Regions from separate parts of the Zea mays genome. Here all the other regions are linked to region 2. The links are chromatin contacts, called in public Hi-C maps. All regions are on one chromosome and are shown on one strand. Each heading gives the region's core, a stretch centred on a gene start, on an enhancer-like site or on the middle of the called end of the contact. The rest is flanking DNA. Distances are from core to core; before and after follow the strand shown. Region 1 has its middle 52 kb from the start of LOC103637649. Region 2 holds the start of LOC103637646 (G2484-1 protein). Region 3 holds the start of LOC100194247.

The links. Hi-C and Micro-C count contacts between places; a contact is called where the count stands out from the background.
Region 1: a contact with region 2 is called in a Hi-C map of bundle sheath, with 1.8 times the contacts expected there. The contact joins the enhancer-like site here to the promoter of LOC103637646 in region 2. A contact is called at or near these places in 6 of 25 Hi-C or Micro-C datasets (bundle sheath, ear, endosperm and 2 more).
Region 3: a contact with region 2 is called in a Hi-C map of leaf, with 7 times the contacts expected there. The contact joins the promoter of LOC100194247 here to the promoter of LOC103637646 in region 2. A contact is called at or near these places in 8 of 25 Hi-C or Micro-C datasets (bundle sheath, ear, endosperm and 3 more).

Annotation. Positions count from the first base shown.
Region 1 is chr1:91,838,040-91,842,192 of Zm-B73-REFERENCE-NAM-5.0, reverse strand. No RefSeq gene overlaps it. Among protein-coding and RNA genes, the nearest start is that of LOC103637649, 52 kb to the left of the region's middle. Within about 2 kb of position 2,277, at least 12 of the 20 cell types and tissues checked have an H3K27ac peak or open chromatin away from gene starts, as enhancers often do. A contact at or near this core is called in bundle sheath, endosperm and leaf, where this site is marked.
Region 2 is chr1:91,710,245-91,714,375 of Zm-B73-REFERENCE-NAM-5.0, reverse strand. It overlaps LOC103637646 (G2484-1 protein), which reads right to left and starts at 2,850. Exons shown (of 17, transcript XM_008660081.3): 1 at 2,494-2,850; 2 at 1-1,732. The coding sequence starts at 1,722.
Region 3 is chr1:91,484,992-91,489,203 of Zm-B73-REFERENCE-NAM-5.0, reverse strand. It overlaps LOC100194247, which reads right to left and starts at 2,314. Exons shown (of 10, transcript NM_001139288.2): 1 at 2,081-2,314; 2 at 1,858-1,977; 3 at 1,650-1,775. The coding sequence starts at 2,227.

The DNA of each region.
Region 1 (4,153 bases), core at 1,028-3,527, 130 kb before region 2:
CTGCTAATTTGGATTTGGATATCTCCCCATGAAAATAGCCTATATGAACAACCTAGCTAGGAGAATGAAATGAAAACTACGTACGATACTTTTTTTATCACGACAAACTCTTTTCAGCGTCGAAAATAATATTATGCCCCTTCGATTAGATCTATAAACACCATAATTTCGGTGCTGTCCAGTAAGCAACTAGCTACTTTCGTTATTAAGGGAGTGTTTGGTTTTTAGAGACTAATTTTTAATTCTTCTATTTTATTTTATTTTAGTTCTTAAATTATTAAAGACAGAAACTAAAATTTTTATTTAGCAATTTAGTGACTAAAATAGAATAAAATTGAGAGACTAAAAATTAGTTCCTAGAAACAAACACCCCCTAAATTACACTTAAGTTTTAAATATTTTGTGCTCTATAATAATAGTAGTAGTAAGAATATGAGAGAAATCAATTGCTAATTCAGATAGCAAAACACGTGAGAAATCCATACGGTAACAACAACAACAACAACAACAAAGCCTTTTTTGTCCCAAGCACGTTGGGGTAGGCTAGAGATGAAACCCCGTATGAAAACCTCAGAGCTCAACCCCCAAAGAACAGAAAAGGGAAACAAAGGCAAAGGAGAACCGAAAACAACGAAACGGGGAAACACATAAAAGAGATAAAACCCACAAGGACCAGCAAGATCTAAAATGGACACAAGAAAAGGTCAAACGATTAAGGAGGAAAAGCGAAACTATCAATCAGGGTTCTGGCACGTGAATTGCACACTTCCACCCCTTCCTATCTGCGGCGAGCTCTTTGTCAATATTCCACTCCTTCAGGTCTCTCTTCACAGCCTCTGTCCACGTCAAAGTTGGTCGACCTCTACCTCTCTTCACATTTTCGGGACGCCTAATTATTCCGATATGCACTGGTGCCTCTTCAGGTCTTCGTTGGATATGTCCAAACCATCTCAAGCGATGTTGCATAAGCTTCTCCTCAATTGGCGCCACTCCTACTCTCTCTCGTATATCATCATTCCGGACTCGATCTCTCCTTGTGTGGCCACATATCCAGCGCAACATACGCATCTCTGCCACACGGTAACGCATGTAAAATTCTTCTAATCTGTCCATGTAAAGAAAGGGACATATATCAGCAGTACACAAGAAAAAAAATCATGAAATAACAGTAGAGCTAGATCACTGTCCCCCGCCCACAGTATGAGTTAGCAGTTTAGCACTAATTCTAAGCTAATAAATATAAAAGCATGTACAAACCAATTTAATATGGGTCCTTTAAAGATTTTTAAGGAGTTAAATGAAAAAAATATATAAAAGACGGACTCTTTAGAAAAAACTCGTCTCTTCGTACTATTTTCTCTTAATCATATTTATAATGTGACTTACATTATGCAATCTATGGTAGTTGGAAATCGATCCGAGCATTTTTAGTGGAAGCCGAGAAATACTCAACGCGATGAACTTTATTCAACAGGCTGGTTTGTTTAAATAGAAGTACACAGAGGCTGGAGAGAAAGGAAGCTAACAAACATGACCTGAATGCAACATGGGAATAAATCCCTGTAGTTACGCCTCTCAGCCTATGGCTACGACATGTACATAGGAGGAAACAAATATCGTGCCTGTAACCCTGCCTTGAATGTGACTGTAGATTGATACGCTAACATTTAGGTCCTGTGAGAAAGAAATAGATCGTAAAGTGTGTGAGCCTATCTCCATTCATTTGGTTGCGGGATAGCTGGAGCAGGCAGGACAAGGATATTTTTTGATGTCTTTTCTCGTCTCTCTAATTTTGAGGGACAACTGTTATAACACTGGAATAGTTCTGTTCCAACTCCTGACCCTGAACCAAACAACCGCATTTAAAGAATCGTTCTATTCCATCTTATTTTGTCATTACAACCAAACGCACCTTTAAGTTCACGCTAGTCTCTTGTCTTTTTACATTATTTAATAATTATAAAATTCTTAAATTAGCTCTAAGCCAAAATATTGAAGATGCTCTTTCCAGTTACAACACTCAAAAGTTTTAGAAACTGTACGTTACGAAAATGAAGCAGCGCAGCAAGAACGCTAGTAAAGATTGTGAGAATTTGGTGTGCCCTACTGCTACACGCTAGGCGATCAGCCTGGGTTGCATTGCTCGTATTGTTGCTTCAAATAAACCGAGTTCGACGTGGTGGAATTGGAAACCCTGCTGCTGTGGACCTATCGACCCACGGCTTCCACCCGTCCGTCAGCTGCAGCACGCCACCGCAAACGCTTTCGGTGGTCGCCGTCTCGATGCGGACCGCTGCTCGGCTCGGTGCGCGGTGTCAACAGCGAGGGGCGCGCATCCTTCACACAAATGACATGTCTTGGGGGGGCGTCATCTGATCGCGACACCGGCCTCGGTGTCCTCTTGCGATTAAGGGTGACAACAGATTAGTATTATGTTCTATTTCTATTTATTTTTAACTAAATTAATTTAGCGTTCTAACAAGTCGTGAAGAACATTTGAATCAAGATTTATTACCACCCCTACTTGCGATGGCTGAGCTCGGTCGAGTTGACGCTTAAAAGTGACAAGCCACTTCAGTCAGCTATTAAACTCGACCAAACCAAGTATCACTATAACAAACTTAGTCACATCAGCCATTACAAATTGCAAAGTCGATTAGACCGTCACTAGAGATTGGCTACACCGACCGTCTTTTATATAAAATCTGCTTTAGTCGACTTTTAACAATCGGTTGGACCGATTTTTAACGTTTTTCCAAATCTATTAATAGAATTTTGATGGCTAAAAGAGGAGCATAAATAGTCTATAAAAAACTCTTTACCAAAAACATAGTAGATGAATTAAGATAAAAAATATATATACAAAAGTGTAACAAGTAATAAAGAATTCTACATAATATTATTATAAAAAACAATATGCAATATTAAGACTAACTTGTAGTGGAAGCTTGAAAGAGGTAGACATAATATTTATCCTCGAGATCTAGTTCCTTGTCGGTAAGCTATGTTCTCGTTAGTCGTTACGTCGAGTCTAACCTTAGAAGATTCAATTGATTGGGCACCGCCGCCCGTCGCCTATGAAAGGAACACGAACAACTAAGAAGGGGTAAATTAGGACTTCTAAAAATATCGCTAATTTAGGCCACAAATAAATCTCCTGAACAAAACCTTCTTGCCCTTCCTGTTGGCTGACATCAGACAGCAAACACCGCCTCGTATTACGCATCAAATGGTGTGCCTCTCCCTCTCCCTCCCTTTCCATCTCCTTGCAAATAACGGGAAGAAGGCTCCTCTCACCTCGGACATCCTTCCTCAAGGAAAAAGGGGAAAGCATAGTATTGTTCAGGGGTTCGAAGGTCGGGCCCTCGATAGGGTTCGGGAAACCGCCTCGAGACGAGTGGGCTCCGAGCCAATTACTGATCATAGGTTCGAATGTTGGCCCCTCGGAAGGGCTTCATAACCGCCTTAGAGCCAGGGCCGTACCGAAGGGGTGTGCGGCCGCATCAGGCCCCCAAAAACAGAGGGCCCCTTAGTCAACGAACGTTAGCATTTTTTTCTGTTAAACATATATATTCTAAACACAAATACGCAAAGAGCGATATGCTATCAATCAATTTCGTTTAGATTATTAAACTAATGTCTCAATTACTTATCGAATACTCCATCCGTTTCAAAATAGTATTTGTTTTAGCTCTTGATTTTTATGTTTATATTCAACTATATAATGATGAATCCACTAAAGAAGTAAAACAAATTTTATTTTGATATAGAGAGGGTATTATTTACTATACACATGATGGTTGCATCGACAAAGAGAAGCTTTTTAAAATTGAAATATTTTTGTGACCTATTTATGGTCAACAATAACTCAATAGAGGTTAAATGGCTTGCTGATTCTATATATCGAAAAAAGTTGTTGGATGAGATTGACCTCAATAATATAAGCGATGACTTTTGTATCACAAAATGTTAGAAGATATTTTTAATGGTATCAGATAACAAGTAAGTATTTTTGACTATATTTTATATTTGTTATCTTATAAACTTCAAAACAATGCATAATAATTTTTATACGTCAAATATTCGATACTACATGTATAATTATATATATTTGTGTGTATGGGGCCTCCATATCGGATTTCGCAATGGGCCT
Region 2 (4,131 bases), core at 1,601-4,100:
GAGTAAATTTGTGTTTTTAGGCTCCACTCCTAAAGCAGAAGATTCATGTTCCTCAAATGACCTCTTATGATTTAGTGACGGAATGTCTGAATCCTCTGAAGCATTGAAAGTGTCAGCTGCAAAGTTTTCAAGTGCAATACTGTCAGAAGGGTCAACCTTATCTTTGGATGTACCAGTAGCATTGGCAGCCTTTTCTTCATGATCATTCTCTATCATTTGATCAATGTTCCCTGAAACTGCGGGTATTTCCTCCCCAGACATCTTTTCTCCCATGTCACCACTTTTTAGGTTGTCAACAGAATATTGTCGGTTCTCCAACACTACATGTTTTGATTCATCACCTGTACAGCAGGTGTTTATACTATTGGATCCAACATTCTTTGTTTCTTCAGGAACACAAGTGGCATCGGAAATTTTACTTTTCGGAGACAGAGAACTAATAGGATGTGGATTAAAAAATTTTGGGTCTGCCTCAGGTTGGTGAGATAAAAGAGAATTTGAACCGATACTAAACTCCTTAACAACGAACTCATTGCTCCTGTGAACTGAATTTTCCAGGCCTTCAGCTCCATGTTGCACTGCTGAAAAAGATGGTTGAGGAGTGCTGTTCACTTTATTGCAAGTATCATCACTCCTGTGCAGCATCTTAACTGGATTTGTTATGGCCTCTAGCAATCCATCAGAACTTTCTGACAAAAGAGTTTCATTGCTTGCTTGACTAGACAAGTTTACAGCGCCCAAGGACTGACCAGCACATGACAAACTTTGCAGTTCTTGTAGTCCACCTTCAACTTTATTTTCGTTGATATGACGAAACTTTGAATCTTGAGGAGTAACACCAGCCTCGGATTCTGTAGTATCTTCCTTGAAGTGATATGAATCAGTATATATGTTCTGCAGGGGAGCCAACTCTGGGAAAGGTTCATTATTCAAGTTCTTTGAATCTACTCCAGTTGAGGGTATATTAAGTTTGTCCAAAGAACGATCATCATGACCTGCCCCAAAATAGTTGTCAATGGCTGGGTAGCTTCCTGGTGCGTTGTTTGAAGAGGACAACTTCTCACCTGCAATGCACTTCTCACCAACAGAATCCACTGCCTGCTCAGCTTTCTTGTCCATTAAGAAAGGCCGAAAATGTTCAAGCTGACTCTCGGTGTTTGAAAGGTCGGCAGTCATTATAGAATGAGATATCTGAGAACGATCAAGATCGTCTGTCATTCTAGAATGAGTACTCAAAGACTGATCTTCCTCAGTTGGCACTACAGTACTATCTGGCAGGGAGTTACTAGATTTAGGATGGACACTCGATTGATCAATTTGACTGTCCATACCACTTAACTTAAGGTGGGCATTATTATCCATGTCACCAGTTGTCTCATTTTCTCCCACCGATTTCAATAGCATTTCGACAGATTCAGTGGATGTTGCCTCTGACCAGACATTATTAGTTTTAGATATTGAGCAAGATTCAGCTGCGCTAGAGCTAAAATCAACAACACTGCTTCCAGTGGACAGAACCTCAATCCAACTATTCCCGTGCCCTTGTACACTGAAAAATGCTTCTGTATCTATCAAATTATCAAATCGAAGATGGCCTTGTAATTGGTCCTCAATATCAAGTTTTGGTAGTGCAAATGGTCGCAAACCTGATGAGAATTTGTTACTGCCTTCACCAGCTAGTTGAAAGTTTTGGCTCTGAAAATCAGTATCATCATGATCCATGGGTGTATGCCTACAAAATACAAGCAAAAAATATCGGAGAACCATATTTATATATAACATAATTCATATATGGGAGCAAAACTACCCAGGCAGATGTGTGAAAATCATTGCACAAAACATGTGTGAGTGTATATCAGTGTATGTGAGAGAGCGAGATAGTATTTTAGGCAGTAGGCAGCATCTCAGACGTCTCTATAAGACTGCCACCTAGTACCCAGTAATGATGATTGTTGCATACCAAATGACCCGCACAAAATTGCAATTCGCACTGAACATATGTGTGGCTGTTTTAAAAACGCCAAAAGTGAAGTGCAAATTCTACATTTTCTAGAGCATTCTCCGTCAACTAAGACCATACCCCCTCCTGGCTGATGAATAGAACATGTGCGGTGCATTTTGACCCCAGGACCATGCGCTCACTAGCACTGAACTCCCAGCAAAACATTACTTGCAAGTAAAGCTTTGGTTTACAGCAGTCGGATTGAACCAAGCCCTCAACCAGTCTGACCGCAAAGCACACGAGGCTACTGAAAATAAAAGGCTCCAAACCCTAATTCCGAGTGCCAAGCTGTAATCCGTAACTACGCCTTCAAAACAACCCGAAAACAAGGTGGCTAAGCTCAAGCGCCACCCATCCCAAACCCTAAACCACCAAGGCACCAAGCTACAGGCGCGCGCCCCGGATGACCCACTACAAGCCTCGCACACTGCGGCACAGAAGCGAGGCACGCCGCGTGAAGAAGAAAAACATAAGGAGGAATGGAGATGTACCGAGAGGGATTCGCTCGCCCTTCTACCACCCTCCATCCGTGAGCGGAGTCGTCGGAACCCTAGATCCTGCAGTGCGGCAGCTGCTGCACATACCCCGGTTGCCCACGCCGGAAACCCTAGCTCCTGCAGCAGCGACGGAGGCGAACCCCAAACGGCGGGGGAGAGGGGTTGCGGCCGGCGACGAACTGCAACTAGCGGGAGCAAGAGCGGAGCAGGGTGGAGACTGGAGGGGTGTGGTTGTCCGTGGTGGCCTGGTGGGGCGGGGTTTTGTGGTCCGGCTGTGCAGGATCCACGCGGCCTGCGTGCCAGGCACACCAGTAAGGCTTGGCTGTTTGGTTCATACTAGTACTAAAACTCAGTACATATCATATCAAACGTTTATTTGATTGATAATTACATATATTAACTATCATATAATTATTGAAAACTATATTATTGAAGACTAAAAGATAAGACAAATTTATTAAATCTAATTAAATTTATATTTAACACTCATAATTAATATTCAAACATTTAATATAACACTAATTAGGTATTTGATTTCTCTAATAAAGGTTAGTTCGTGTCATATTACATGTTTGAATATTAAATGAATATTAAATATATGCTTAATTAGATTTAACAAATTAATCTTGTTTTTTAGTCTTCATCCATGCAATTAGTTTTATAATTAAACTATATTTAATACTCGCAATTGTTATTAAGCAGTCGATACGGCAGTGACTAATGGCGTGTTTGGTTGGTGACCTGGCCTAGGCGTGCCGGCCATGCAGATGCATCCAACTGCCAGGCACTCGAAATCGACGATCTGAGGACGTGTCTGGCCCAGGCAGATTTACCAGGTCCCAAGCAAATAATGCCTTGTTTGGTTATCCCATTACACATAAATTGGATGGGATTGGAAAAAATTAAGAAGAAGTTTGACTTGATTGAGATTTAAACCCACATAATCCTACTCAATCAACATGGATTGAAAGCTAACCGAACAAGCTCTAAGCCCTAAACTTTAGTTGGGTGAAACCAAACACCCGCTTATGCGCTTGCTCTAGATTGTTCCTAGTTAGCTTAAGTGAGTTCAGAAAAAACCCTCAAAACCCATCAGCTCTTGCGCGAGCCGTTGTAATATTGTACCGAGTGGGGCAAGAGTCTTGCGAGACCACACCAGCCGCATTTGTGGTGCGTCCGTCACCGTGTACCGGAGGGAACGACGCCCACGGTGTTTCGGACAGAAGCTTGATAGTGAAGACGGCGGAGAGCGTTTGAGAGGAGGCCTGAAGTGGAGCACCACTTGAGTGTGGAGAAGGTCGTGACTCTCTACGAAGTTACTCAACTAGATGTTTGGCCCTCGCGTTGGCTACCTTTGCATAGGGACACCAGCGAGGATTAGTCGGGACATTGCACGGTTCCGGATACCTCAGTAAAAATATCGACGCGTCCACGGGAGTTTGAAATCTCTACTTTTGCTCTTTAGCTTCTGCATTTACATTGATTACTTAAGTTACAATCTTTTCTATTCTTAGTTTAGAATATAGGATTGGAACTTATGTTGTATAATTCCTTTTGTGGTAGAGATAGTGAGAGCACCTAGAGGGGGGGTGAATAGGTGATCCTGTAACACTTAAAACTTAGGCCACAAAA
Region 3 (4,212 bases), core at 1,065-3,564, 220 kb after region 2:
CTCGGGGCGTGGCACGGCGGCACTAGCAGCACGCCGCTCGGCCTTCCGGCTCCCGCAGGCTCACCCTCCCGTCCAGACGTCCAGTTAATAGCTCACCCTCGCGAGCTCCTGCTTTTACTACTTTGACTGCTTTGACCGGCGACCGGTGAGGAGGTACGAAGCCTGAGCGGCTTCACGGCTTGGCGCTGCTGGGTGCTGGCTGCTGATTTTCTAAAGCCGTGAAGCAGTGACAGTGAGTGAAGGTGAAGAGACGTGGGGCCTGTTTGGTTCAGCTTTTTTCTGACCAGCTTTTCTGAGAATCTGGCTGTGAGAAGAATCTGGCTGTGGGGAGAATCTGAGTATTATTAGGATTACGTGCGGAGGAAGATAAAGATGTTCATAGGGCTCAGGATCTAGAAAGTGACGGATTCCTACTATTTCAACAACTCAACCGATTATATGTTTATATTGATTTTAAATAGTTTTTACCTAAACAAATTTTATAGAAGCTGGCTGAAAAGCTGACGCGTTTGGCAGTCCGCAGCAGCTTTTGTTGGCCAGAAGCTGTAAAAAGCTGAAACAAACATGGGCGTGTGCTAGTGTTACTGCCTTTGGTGTTGGTGCAGTGTAGTACTCTGTTACATGCTCTTGTTTGCTTTGATTTTAAGTTTTGAACCATGTGCAGTCTGCAGTGTGCTAGGTGTTGGTAGTTTGATTTTAATTATTTATTTAGTAGTAGTTCCATGTTTGCTATTTTAATAAATTATTTGATAAAATTAAATTTTATGTTTATAGAAATAAGATGGACAAATTTCTGAGAGAGCTTTCTTTGCTATGAACATTTTCAAAGATTAAGAACTTGAAAAATAGATTTGTCTCGCAGCATCAACTCCTGAACGGTATGTACTAATTATTGTAATTTTATAATTTGTATCGACTTATTTTTAGGCTACATATTTCATGAATGTTTAAATTATATCTTGTTTTTTGTGTCATATTAAACATCAATTATATTTTTTGTTTGGTTTAAAAAATTTTATAACCTTAGCTTAGTAGCCCCCTCTTGGATCAATCCTGGATCCGCCACTGAGTAACGGTACTCTTTCCATTCCAAACTATGTCATCCTAGCTAACTTGGTTGGGGAAATGGAGTGTGTGATATACATCTCGAATTTGACCAAACTTATATAATAAAATAATGATGATGATATTATAAATCTTTGTGATTTATTTTGATGGCTTTGATTAAATCTAAAATATCTTGACTCTCGCAAAAAAAAAAACCATTCATGTTCTAATTTGAAACGGAGGAAGTGTATGGAGTAGGAGGGATGTCCCTTGCATAATCCCCTGTCTTGGGCAACTGTGTATTTGAGCTGGCATCAAGCTTGACAAACTAGCTGTCAATAATGGAAACAAAAATAGAAAAAATAAAAATATATGCCTGGATTTCGATGCCGGTGGTTTCACAGCTGTCATTTTATTAGACAGCTGAATTTCCATGCATGCCCAATCCAGACAAACTCGAGAGCACTGTATATGCAAATGAGCAATCTACAGCTAACCTGAGTGTCACGTGAGATGCGCGAGTTAGCGGCAAAGCAACTCCCACGAAGGAGAAAACAAAAACTGAGGAGGTGGCAAACGGCCGATGAGTCAGCCGGCCATACCTGCGCCGGGAAATCCCGGAAATGCCTATGGCCAGGAGACAGCGCGCTGGACGCCCGGCCAATGGCCCGATCGAGCATGACCCGGACAGACCTCTCCTGACGCAAATGCAGCTGCAGCTGCCTAACCTGCCAGAACTCATAAACAGCTAGTTACTAGACGAGCAGACCCAGATCAGAGACGGCGAGGGGGTGTTCTTGATGTCCTCACGTCGTTCTCCAGGGACACGCGGTGGTTCGGCGACGCGTTGGGCCGTTGATCCCGCGGCGGCCCCGGGTGGACGGAGCACCCCTCCGGAGTCGCGTAAGGCTTCCTCGCGTCCGGCGGGTTCTGGCAGTGAATTCAACGAGGAAAGCTAGCCCTGTCAGCACTAAGAAACCCACGCCCTCCCGTGATGCGTGCAGTGCAGTGACAGCGACGACGACGTACGAACCTTGGACGAGCATGGAGCGGTGACGGCAGGCTGTGCTTGGCCGCCGCATTGCTCCACGGCGCCGCGCGACGATCCTTGCTGCCGGCCGGCCACCATTTCTTCTCCCTCGTGCTCCACCTTTTCTTCTTCCTGGCCTGCGCCGGCCATGGATGATCTCGGCGACGGCGTGCCAAGCCCAAGCGTCTAGAGAGCGAGCGCTGCTGCCGAGTAGCTGGCCACTGCTACATCGCACGCGTCCATCCGGAAGCTGCTAGCCGCGCGCTATATGGGCAGAGATGAGCAGTAGCAGGCAGGCAGGCAGGCAAAGAGCATCCTGCGCGCAGGGCCGCCGCGTAATTCGGTGTGGGTGTGTGGCAGTGGCAGTGGCACTGGTGGTGGTGAATGGTGGTGGAGGGAGAAACGGGAGTGGCATGCACTGAGCACTGCACAGCGAACAGGGGGAGGAGGATTGATGGCGAGGGAGGGGAGTAACTACGCTGCCGGGAGGCGGTGGGTGGGGGTGGGGGTTCGGACGAGAAGGATGATCCCAAGGAGAAGAGTTGAGGTTGGTGGGTGAGCCGCGTTAATGACTGCGCTGCCCCCGCACTCAGGTCTGGTACCTCTCAAAACTGGGCGACGTTCTACTGGTACGGTTGACTAGGGACGAAGGGGGTTGCCGCTGCTTGCTGCTACTACTGTTTTTAGTGCGAGTGCCACTGCCCACTGTGCCTAACATCCTTGACCAGCATCAAGAGAGTCGAATTTTGCATGTATATTTGTCGTTTTGGCCCTCCAAACCAGAAATAATCAATAGGGATGGACTCCATAGCTTATGCCTGTCATGGACATGATGTAGCCCTCTCCTCTCGTCAATCATCAAACTCTTTCTGATGCATTCCTCTTGACCGTTTGGAGCTGCAGCTGCCTAGTGGATTCTTCACCAAACGCTGCCACCACAACATGCAACGACCGTGGGCGTGGAATGCCGTCATGCGGCTATATACTGGCGAAGTGGCAGAGGATCACGAAGGAGGTAGGTGACGTTATGAATGTCGAAGTTAATGAGACCCTCTCCCTCGCCTACTTGCCTGCCTCACGTCCTACGTGTGCCTGCCTGTCTGGTGACTGACTGTCACATGTTGACTTTGGTGGAGCATACGCGCACATATTTTTCTCCCTGTCTACCCATGCGATCAACCGCTGTTGTTACCGAGTAGTCGAGTACCGACTACCGATTGAACAAGCCAGGACAAGAGCTACTCCCAGTAGGCCACACAGCCTTGCGTTTGCATGCGCCTTTCATGAAGCTGATTTATTATGGCAAGGGTTAAAGCTGAGCCCGTACGACGAGCAACTATTTCTGAACAAGACACGTTCCAAATTTGCGTTGCTATTTACTGATGACTCGTCGTGTCATGTTTGGGTGTTTCCGTGTTTGATTTTACATGACTAAAGTTTAGTTTAAATGTCACTATTAAATATAGTAGTATAAAAACTAATTACACATGTAAGACTAAACGATGAGATAAATTTATTAAGCATAATTAATCTATGACTAGTAAATATTTACTATAGCTTCACATAGCTGAATCATAAACTACTTATTAGACTTTTATTGTGTTATTTAGTCTTCATTTATGGCACACCCGGTTTTAAGGCCAACCCCAGGTACGTCTTATATGTGCGACAAACAAGATCAACACATATAATGACTCGATGTATAGAGACAAATGTCATAATCTTTATTGCATAACGAGAATGTCTTACACAATAGTTGATAATAACTAAACCGAACTAATATAATTATATCCTTGGCACCAACAGTTAACTGAGAGACGACGTTTAGATCTCATCGAACTCATCGTAGTAGTCCTCATCAGGGGATACCTGCTCTTCACATGTGGGGAGAGTTTTATAGCGAGAGTGAGCTCACATACGTTCATCGCTCAGTAAGTATGGAAAATAATGTGCATGAGCTCACTTACGGTGGGGGGCCATGTGTAGTGTAATGCTCATCAACAAATAAGAGTTAAGGCTTGAAAGAGAAATGGCCTCAAACATTTCATATAATCGATTTTGGTGTTTGACATCTATCACAAATCTTATGGACTAACTAGTTTGCCTAGTTGATATTTTTCTCAGGTGCATAAAGT